Linked DNA regions of Sus scrofa: region 1 is linked to region 2. A link is a contact called in public Hi-C data. All regions are on one chromosome and are shown on one strand. The core of a region is the stretch at or near the end of the contact, and the rest is flanking DNA. Distances in the headings are between cores, read along the strand shown. Region 1 has its middle 43 kb from the start of HLX. Region 2 holds the start of HLX (H2.0-like homeobox protein).

What was found. A called contact is a pair of places that touch in the nucleus more often than the background predicts.
Region 1: a contact with region 2 is called in a Hi-C map of skeletal muscle, with 2.5 times the contacts expected there. The contact joins the enhancer-like site here to the promoter of HLX in region 2. A contact is called at or near these places in 1 of 5 promoter capture datasets (liver) and 3 of 47 Hi-C or Micro-C datasets (embryonic fibroblasts, liver and skeletal muscle).

The regions. Positions count from the first base shown.
Region 1 is chr10:10,304,406-10,308,692 of Sscrofa11.1, reverse strand. No RefSeq gene overlaps it. Among named protein-coding and RNA genes, the nearest start is that of HLX, 43 kb to the right of the region's middle. Within about 2 kb of position 2,277, at least 1 of the 83 cell types and tissues checked has an H3K27ac peak or open chromatin away from gene starts, as enhancers often do. A contact at or near this core is called in skeletal muscle, where this site is marked.
Region 2 is chr10:10,261,279-10,265,509 of Sscrofa11.1, reverse strand. HLX (H2.0-like homeobox protein) reads right to left here and starts at 2,069. Exons shown (of 4, transcript XM_021064336.1): 1 at 161-2,069. The coding sequence starts at 752. MARC1 (mitochondrial amidoxime-reducing component 1) reads right to left here. Exons shown (of 9, transcript XR_002336192.1): 9 at 1,043-1,149.

The DNA of each region.
Region 1 (4,287 bases), core at 1,028-3,527, 43 kb before region 2:
CTCAGTGGGTTTCAAGCCTGACTAGTATCCATGAGGATACAGGTTCGATCCCTGGCCTTGCTCAGTGGGTTAAGGATCCGGCGTTGCTGTGAGCTGTGGTGTAGGTCACAGAGGCAGCTTGGATCCTTTGCTGCTGTGTCTGTGACACTGGCAGCTGCAGCTCCAATTCGAACCCTAGCCTGAGAACTTCCATAGGCCCCAGGTGCAGCCAGTCATGAGAAGCAAAAAAAATAAAATTTATTATCTTGCATGACAAAAAGCCTGGAGGAAGTTGGTTCAACAGTTGATCCATTTCATCTTTAAGCCCACTGACTTAATCTTTAAGCACCCATCCCCATGGATACAGAGTGGCTGCCATTGTTCCAGTCATCACAGGAAGGCATGATAATGTTCAGCAAAGAATCTCCCATGAGCCTCTTTGTTTAGAGTCACGTGTCCCTCAAATCCCATGTGCCAATATTGAATCACATGGTCAAGCCCCAGCTGCAGTAGAGGTTGAGAAAGCCAGTGTCTGACAATTCTAGCCTCTGTGATGGAACATGAGCTGCATTAGAAAAGTGTGTAACCAAACTAAAAAATTTTTTAAAAACTTAAAAAAGAGGTACAAACTACTAATAAAAAATAAACAAGTTACAAAGATATGTTGTACAGCACAGGGACTAAAACCAGTATTTTATAATAATTATAACTGGAGCATAATCTATAAAATTTTGACTCAGTATGTTGCATACCTGAAACTGATGTAATATCGCAAGTCAACAATACCTCGAAAAAAGTAAGAAATTCTGGAAAACCTATTATTTCAAAAAAAAAAAACCCGCAAAATATAATGTCTACTAAAAACTCAAAAAAAAAAAAGAAAGAAAAAGAAAAGTGTATAACCAAGAATGTCTGCCTAGCAAATAAGTGACTTGTGCAGAAACTGTGGATGTTTATTCAAACACTGTGAGTTTTTATTATCCTATAATAATAGTTGTGTATTAATTATTATTAGCTTATTAGATGTGGCATTAAAACATTTAATCCCCGCAATTGTGCAGCCAAATAGTCTAGTCTTTCAAAATGGATGGACCACAACCACGGAAAGGCTGAGCACTAGTTTAGGACACGGTAGTAAGTGGTACTCATGCAAATGAAACGCTATGGAGGCGACTGGAGAATAAGCCAGGAGGTCTCCATATATCCATATGACACTCATCCCTTCATTCATTTCATAATTAGCTTTTGAACATCTGCTATGTATCTGGAAGCATTTACCACAGTGAGTAAAGCTAAGTCCCTGCCCTCATGGAATTTACACCTAGTGTGTGTGACCCCATCACCTTTAGTCCCCAAGACCCCAAGAGTGTATCATCCTAGGTTTCCAGGAGTTTTTATTAATGCGCTTCTCCATGTCTCTTTTGCCAGTACTTGTGTGCTTATACTCTGCTTCTTGGCAACTTTGTCTCGTGTCTATAAATGTTCTGATACAAGTGTGTCCTGTCTCCATCAGGTCTGCCAAGTTTGAAGAATAAGAAAAGAACTTCCATGAATTTGGAACCCCACAAAGGACATACTATTCATCTTAGTTACAGTGGCAATTTGGCAGAGTAGAAAAAATGCAGACTAGGGCACTCAGCCTAACGTTCTTACTTCTTAGCCATATAGCCTTGGACAGGGTATTTCTTGAGCCTGTGTTTCTCCGATGACAATGAGCAAGTTCAGAGCGCCCGTGTTGCTCTAAATGCTGTAATTACACTAAGCCTTGGTGCAGAGCTCACCCAAAGTTAAGCTGCAGGGCTGGCGTGCTGGAGACACTCCGTAAGTAATGGACTTCCCTGCTACCTGACCTTCTCCTTTCATCGGCCACTTGTTAAATAAAGCCAACCCCTAGCAGCAGGTGGCCAAGCCAGTCAATCGATGCCTGCACATGGCATGGGGATCTGCTAATTGCTCCACAGGCTCCAAAATCTAAATTGGTAAGGTGGCTCAGCTGCCAAGGACACCAAGTTTTCCTCTGTGCCTCCAGCTGCCCGCAGCCCCGCTCCTGAGAATTCCAGTGAAAACTCTCATTCTCTGGAGACAGCTCAGCAGTGCGCACTGTTTAAAAATAAGTCACTTGGACCCTGACCTGACATTTAGGAGGAAACAGAAGACAGTTAGTGCCCTCTTTGATTTCTTTACCATCAAGAAAAAAAAAAAATGAAACGAGGGGGATTTTGACACTTGTCTCATGATTCAGCTTCTCAGCTGTCACCCTGACTGTTCCCGGACTACGCGTGAGGTGAACGGAGGGCCTGAGAAGAGGCAAGGAATCTCAAGAAAACGTCAAGCTCCACTATGTATTCGGGTGGCAGAGCACGGTATAGACTCACTGTCATGAATTAAATCATGAGTATTACTATTTCTGCATAGACAAATGTGTGCTGAGGTTTTTTCCCACATAATCAACTGAGTCTCCCAGCAACTCAAAAAAGAAAAAGAAAAAAACAAAACAAAACAAAAAAACACATCTGCTCTTGTGAGCTCTCTCATCACAGATGTCCTTCCTGAGTTTTAAACCACGGCATCGGCCTGGGCTTCCTGCTAGGAAGTATGGGTAACTTAGCATGTGTTGGGGAAGAGCCTGAGCACATATTTTTTCCTTTGCCATTCTAGAAGCATGGCGTGGAACCCATACATCAAAGCCTCACCATGTCCCTGGCACATCCTCTCCTAGCTGCTGGACCTGTAGTGGTTGAATGTAGCCGAATGGAGTGGAGACGTGGAGGAGGGAGGGAGGGAGGGGAAACAGATGGAGAGAGAAAGCTCCCCCCACCCCACCCCGCCCCCAAGGGCCCCTGTCTATGGAGCTGTGTCCTCTTAAAGAAAAAGAGTAGTGTCCAGAATCCCCAGAGGCCGGGGATCGAACCTGCATCCTCATGGGTACTAGTCAGATGCATTACCTCGGAGCCACAGCAGGTACTCCAACTATGACATTTAGACTGGATAAGCAATGAGGTCCTGCTGTACTGCACAGGGAGCTCTCTCCAATCTCTTGGGATAGACCATGATGGAAGCTAACATAAGAACAAGAAGGTATATATGTGTATGACTGGGTCACCGTGCTGTACAGCAGAAATTGACTCAACCCTGTAAATCAGCTATACCCAAATACAAATAAATTATATTTTAAAAGAAAATATCTCAGAAGTCACTTGTTTTTGAATGGCGCTGTGTTAGGTAGCATTACATGGACATGCCCGTTTTGTCAGAACATTCGGGTATAATGGGAAGTAGGGCTCAGTTCGGCCCCACTGGAATAAAACCACAAAGCAAGGTATTCACAGAGGGCAAAAGATGTGGGCAGCACAAGTCAGGATATTCGGAGTTACTTTCCACCTCCCTCACCTCACCCAGGCCAGCACATGAAGACATGGCTCTCATGGAGTTCCCGCCGTGGCACAGTGGTTAATGAATCCAACTAGGAACCATGAGGCTGCGGGTTCAATCCCTAGCCTTGCTCAGTGGGTTAAGGATCTGGCATTGCTGTGAGCTGTGGTGTAGGTTGCAGATGCGGCTTGGATCCCACATTGCTGTGGCTCTGGCGTCGGCTGGCAGCTACAGCTGCAATTGACCCCTAGCCTGGGAACCTCCATTTGCCGTGACTGAGGCCCTAGAACAGGCAAAAAGACCAAAAAAAAAAAAAAAGACATGGCTCTCAGCATCCCCTTACGACCTTAGCTTAGGTTCTCATGTGCAAAGAGTCAGAACTTTCCATGCACCTGTGAGGAGAGGGGCTGTGGTCCAGAAGGCCTAAAGGAAGGTCGGTGGTCTCAGGGTCCCTCTCCTCTGGCTTCCCCCACATCTTCCATGATTCCTGCTAGTAAGGGATTCATTTCATTCTTCTTGGACTAAAGTATGTTTTTTTCTCTTTGACTTTAAAATGTAAGCAGCTCTGGAGTTCCCTTTGTGGCTCAGCGGTGACAAACCCAACTAGAATCCATGAGGATGCGGGTTCTATCACTGGCCTTGCCCAATGGGCTAAGGATCTGGCGTTGCCCTGAGCTGTGGTATAGGTGGCAGATCTGTGGTGTAGGCTCGGATCTGGCATTGCTATGGCTGTGGTGGAGGCTGGCAGTGCAGCTCCAATTCGACCCCTAGCCTGGAAATTTCCATATGCCTCGGGTGGAGCCCTAAAAAACCAAAAACCAAACAAACAAAAAAACGAGATATAATAGTTTGCATCTACCAAAAGCAAACTCCTCTTCCATCCCACTCCCTCCTGCTCCCCCTTGGCAACAAGTCTGTTCTCTGTGTCCATGAGTC
Region 2 (4,231 bases), core at 820-3,319:
CTAACATTTTAGAGTCGCCGTACAATTCATTCCTTCTCCTTCGTTTTACCGATTTGCCCTTAGTTGTAAAAAACACTCGAAGGCAACCCAAATGGCTCAGGGATCCGGGAGTGCGTCAGTGCCCTGGTCAGAGGCCTACAGCCTCTCGCCCAAGACCTACCTCTCAGTGTGTTGCCTTCCTTGACTTTGGGGTCAAATTCTGCCGACAAAATGCGGTCAATTCCAAATTTGAGGTCCTTGCTGGAGGGGGCCGGGGCGGAGCCGCTATGGTGGGGGTTCGGGACCACCCGGGGCCCGGAGGCCGGGGGCTGCAAGGCGCCAGCCCGAGGAGGAGGCGGAGGCTGTTGCTGCTGCGGTTGTTGTTGCTGCTGTTGTTGCTGTGGGTGATGGTGGTGGTAGGCGGCTGAGAGTGGAGACAGCCGCTGCGGGAAGCCAGCCGGGACTTCGGAGGGCGCCACCACCGGGGTGGGTCGAAGCGGGGATCTGGCGGCTGCCTGGAACGAGGCGTGCGGGTGAGCCGATCCCAAGTGCGCGGTGAGGGCGGCGGCCGAGGCCCCAGCCAGACCCTCCGGGGCCGCCCCCGGCTCCCCAACGCCGGCGTGGAGGATGTCCGCGATGCAGAAGGAGGGTTTCTTGACGGCAGCGGGGTCCAGGGGGAAGGAGCAACCGCCCGGGCCGGCGGAGGAGCAGTAGGCGGCCGACCAGAGGCTGAAGTTGGGCGCGTAGAAGGGAGCCAGCCCCGCGGCGAACATCCTGGCGGGGTGAGGCCAGCGGCCGCTGCGGCCTGCCGGGGCCGAGTGGGTGAGTGGGTTCGCGGAGAGGGGCGCGCTAAGTCCAGGAGGGGGCGGCAGCCCAGCCGGGGTCGATCCACTTACACTTCTCGGTCCGAACTGAAGCGAAGCCAGGGAGCCCTAGCGCCACCGACGGAGGAGGCGAGGCCCGGATCCCAGCCGGTCACAGCCTCGGGCCCTGGCCTCACTTTAAAGGCGGCTCGGCGCCCGCGCTCCCCGCGGGCTGGAGGCGAGCGAGGGGCGCTCGGGCGGCTGGGCGGGCGGGTGCGCGGCTCCGCACACGCCAGGGAAGCCAGGGAAGCCAGGGAAGCCAGGGAGACGGGGCCGGGCACCGAAAGAAACAGCCAAACAGCTAAGGCTTGAGAAATAAATTTAAAACAACAACAATAATAATCCGTTAGTTTAAAAAAAAAAAGTAATAAGAGGGGAAAAAAAAGAAAAAAAAAAACTCCTCTCTAAAAACTCCCAAAGTTTTGGCAGGAGCTTTCGAGTCAGACCCAGGGTAGGACCTCGATCAGGGCGTTCATTGGCCATGCTGGTGACCAATGGGAGCGGGGAGTGGAGGGGAACTGGGTAAGGGGGCGTGGCCCGCCCCCTCGGCCACGCCCCAGCCACGCCAAACTGTTTGCTGCTGCCGCGTGGGTTGAGCCCAGTCGGGCGTCCTTCTCCGAAGAGTACGATCCGGGACCGACCGAGGTTCCAGGGTGTTCTAACCTTCAGCTACGGCAGCTCCGAACCGGCGCCAGGTGTGGAGAGTTGGTCACAGCGCTCCTGGAGCGCTCGCCTAGGGAAGCTGGTGCTCCCCTAAATTAACGCGGGTGCAAGGCCCGCCTCCTGGGACTCTGGGGGCGCCCTAGGTTTCCCAACTCTTTACTTAAGTGGGGCCTGATTTTCTCCACTCGGCCTTTATCCCGAGAGTCATTGTCCCCTACAAGGCTCCATCTTTTATGAGTTCCCGCCCCTACGCTGCCCTGCCCTGAGCTCTCGCGCGGGATTGCTGCGGCACTGGGTCAGCCCCACCCAAGTCAGCCCCGCGTCCGCTCCTCTGCCTCGGAGATCCTCTGGGAAGAGAGGAGGGGCGGCCACAAATTAGCTTTATTCCGAGCTGTCACGCACTGACAATTTGAATGAGTAACTTTTCAAACAAAATAAGATGGATGTCTACGAACGTCTCCCTCGGACGCGGCCAAACCTTCCCCCAGCCTAAGAGACAACAAAACAGGCCGCCGTCCGAAACAGGGAGAGCGGCACGCGCGGTCCGCTCCTCTGCAGTACCTTGTAGGAAATGTCACCCTACCTCCTCCTCTGCCACATCCCCGATCACGTGGGGTCTGTAGTTTTGCAAGTGCCCACGAGAGCAGATTTCCTTGGGGTTAAATACTGCTCCCAATCCCGTGGCTGTTTCCCCACAGGGCCTGGTCGCAGGAGAAGCTGCAGTGGTGGCCGAGGTCTTCCACTCGTACTTGGGGTCTTCAGAGCGCAGAGCGCGTGTAGTGGGGGGTTTTCTGCAGCATCAACATCTCTATTTTAAGAATTCGTTCTCTTTTAAATTATAGTCCTAACGGGTTTCCCCACCCCTCTCCCAAACAAACCACAGGCCACCCAGATGAGCTTTTCTTGCACATTTTCAGGAAGAAAATAAAATAATAACAATAATGAAACCACGAAAGCTTTTGTTTTCGATTGTCCTAATAAGCATCTTCTAACAGAACTTCCGCACCTCTGTGGCATTTTTTAAAAGTTCATTTCAGTTAACAGGTCTTACCAAAGAGAAACCCAGAAAGGCAAATGACTTTACTGTGCCTCTCTCGAGTCCAGAATTTGGGCTAGTTCATTTCTAGTGGTTTCTAGCCTCGGGTTGCAGATGCTGTCATCTTAAGCTTTTGACTTTCTCCCGGAAAGTATCAATCACGAATCAATCACTTCTGACCAGCCAGCACTGAAAACAAGCACACCCTCCACCCAACACCCACCCCACCCAGCCTCTGTCTCTCTCTCTACCTCTTTTACTAAAGGGGTTTCTTGCCCAGCTCTCGGCAGCCGGGACAGAGGTGTCAGCAGAGGTGGAAAGAAATGATGGATCTGCTGCTGCACTAGCACCTGGGGTGGGAGAGGCGCCCAGGGGCAATGAGGCCAACAAGGATGTATAAGGCCTTCTGAGTCGTTGGACCCGCCCTCAAAAGCTCCAGCGCCGGCAATAGATGCAAAGGCTGTGGATTCCAGCGAGCCTTGGGTCCGAGGGCGCTGCCTCTGCAGAACTTGGCAGCCCTGGGGGAAAGTCGCTAGCGCCAGCCAGCGTAGATCTGGTGGCCTTAAGCCCTCTCTTCCTCCTTTTTCTGGTGTCACTTCCAATTCCGTTGCAAACATCAAACCTTGGCCTAAGCATGAATTCACTGTACCAAACGGGCCGCATTTAGGCCTCGCCCCAGGCAGCCGGCCCCAAAATGAGACGCGATCCTGTGGGTGGGCACAGGGTGCAGATCGGGCTGGAAGGCGAGCCCTCTGGGTTTCCAGCTGGGCCCACCACCGCATCTGCAGCATTTCAAGGCCTGAGCACGGGGCGGGAGGGGAGAAAACTAGGCCCCAAGGGCGCGTTTCCGCCCCCTCGCCCGCCTCGTGCTCCTCTTTTCCCGCTAGGCCCAAGGTTCAATTTAAATGGCAACTTGTCCCGCGCGTCCCTCGGCTTTCCCAGACCCTTGGCTTCGTTGCACCGGCATCAGCCCCGCCCGGACCCACTCGGAGCTCCCGGAGGGAAACGCGAAAAAGGAAATTTGGGGAAGGACCTCCTGCCTCCTCTCCACACTGCACCCCGGCCCAGGCCTGGGCTCTGCGGGCTCCTGGCCGTCTTTTGAGTCTTCAGAATCCCCTCCCCCTTACACCCCCACTCCTCCGAACCAAGAAAGCAGCAGGAAACCCTGGACTCGCTGGAGTTCAGGTCATCTCCTGTTTTTGATGGGCTCAAACTCGGACTAAATGAGCGGATGTGCCTGCGAGATTGGTCTCAAAATAGAAGTGGCCTTAGTATTTTAGGATACTGCAGAAATCCTTATTTCTTCCGGAGAAAAACTCTATAATGACTCCTAGCACTTCCCCTTTCAATATTTGTGCAACTTTATCTCCACCGACAAGTTGCTCGGGTGACGCAAATCCGCCCTTGTGTATTACAACGACCAAAATAAATGCGCGGAAATCAATTCCCTTCTAGCAATGAAAATATAAATATACAGCTGCGACTTTCCCCTTTAATCTTTGCTTTCCGAGCGGCTCCGGACTGTGGCAAAATGAACTGGTCCAGAGCAATTGAGACGGGGCGGGGAGGCCCTGGGGGCTGAGGCGAGGGCTCCGGGGCCGCCGGGTAGCCCAGCCCGGGGGCGGGTAGCCGCAGAGTCCAGGCTCCAACAGCAGGGAAGAGGGCCTGACTAAGCCGAATTAACTTGAGC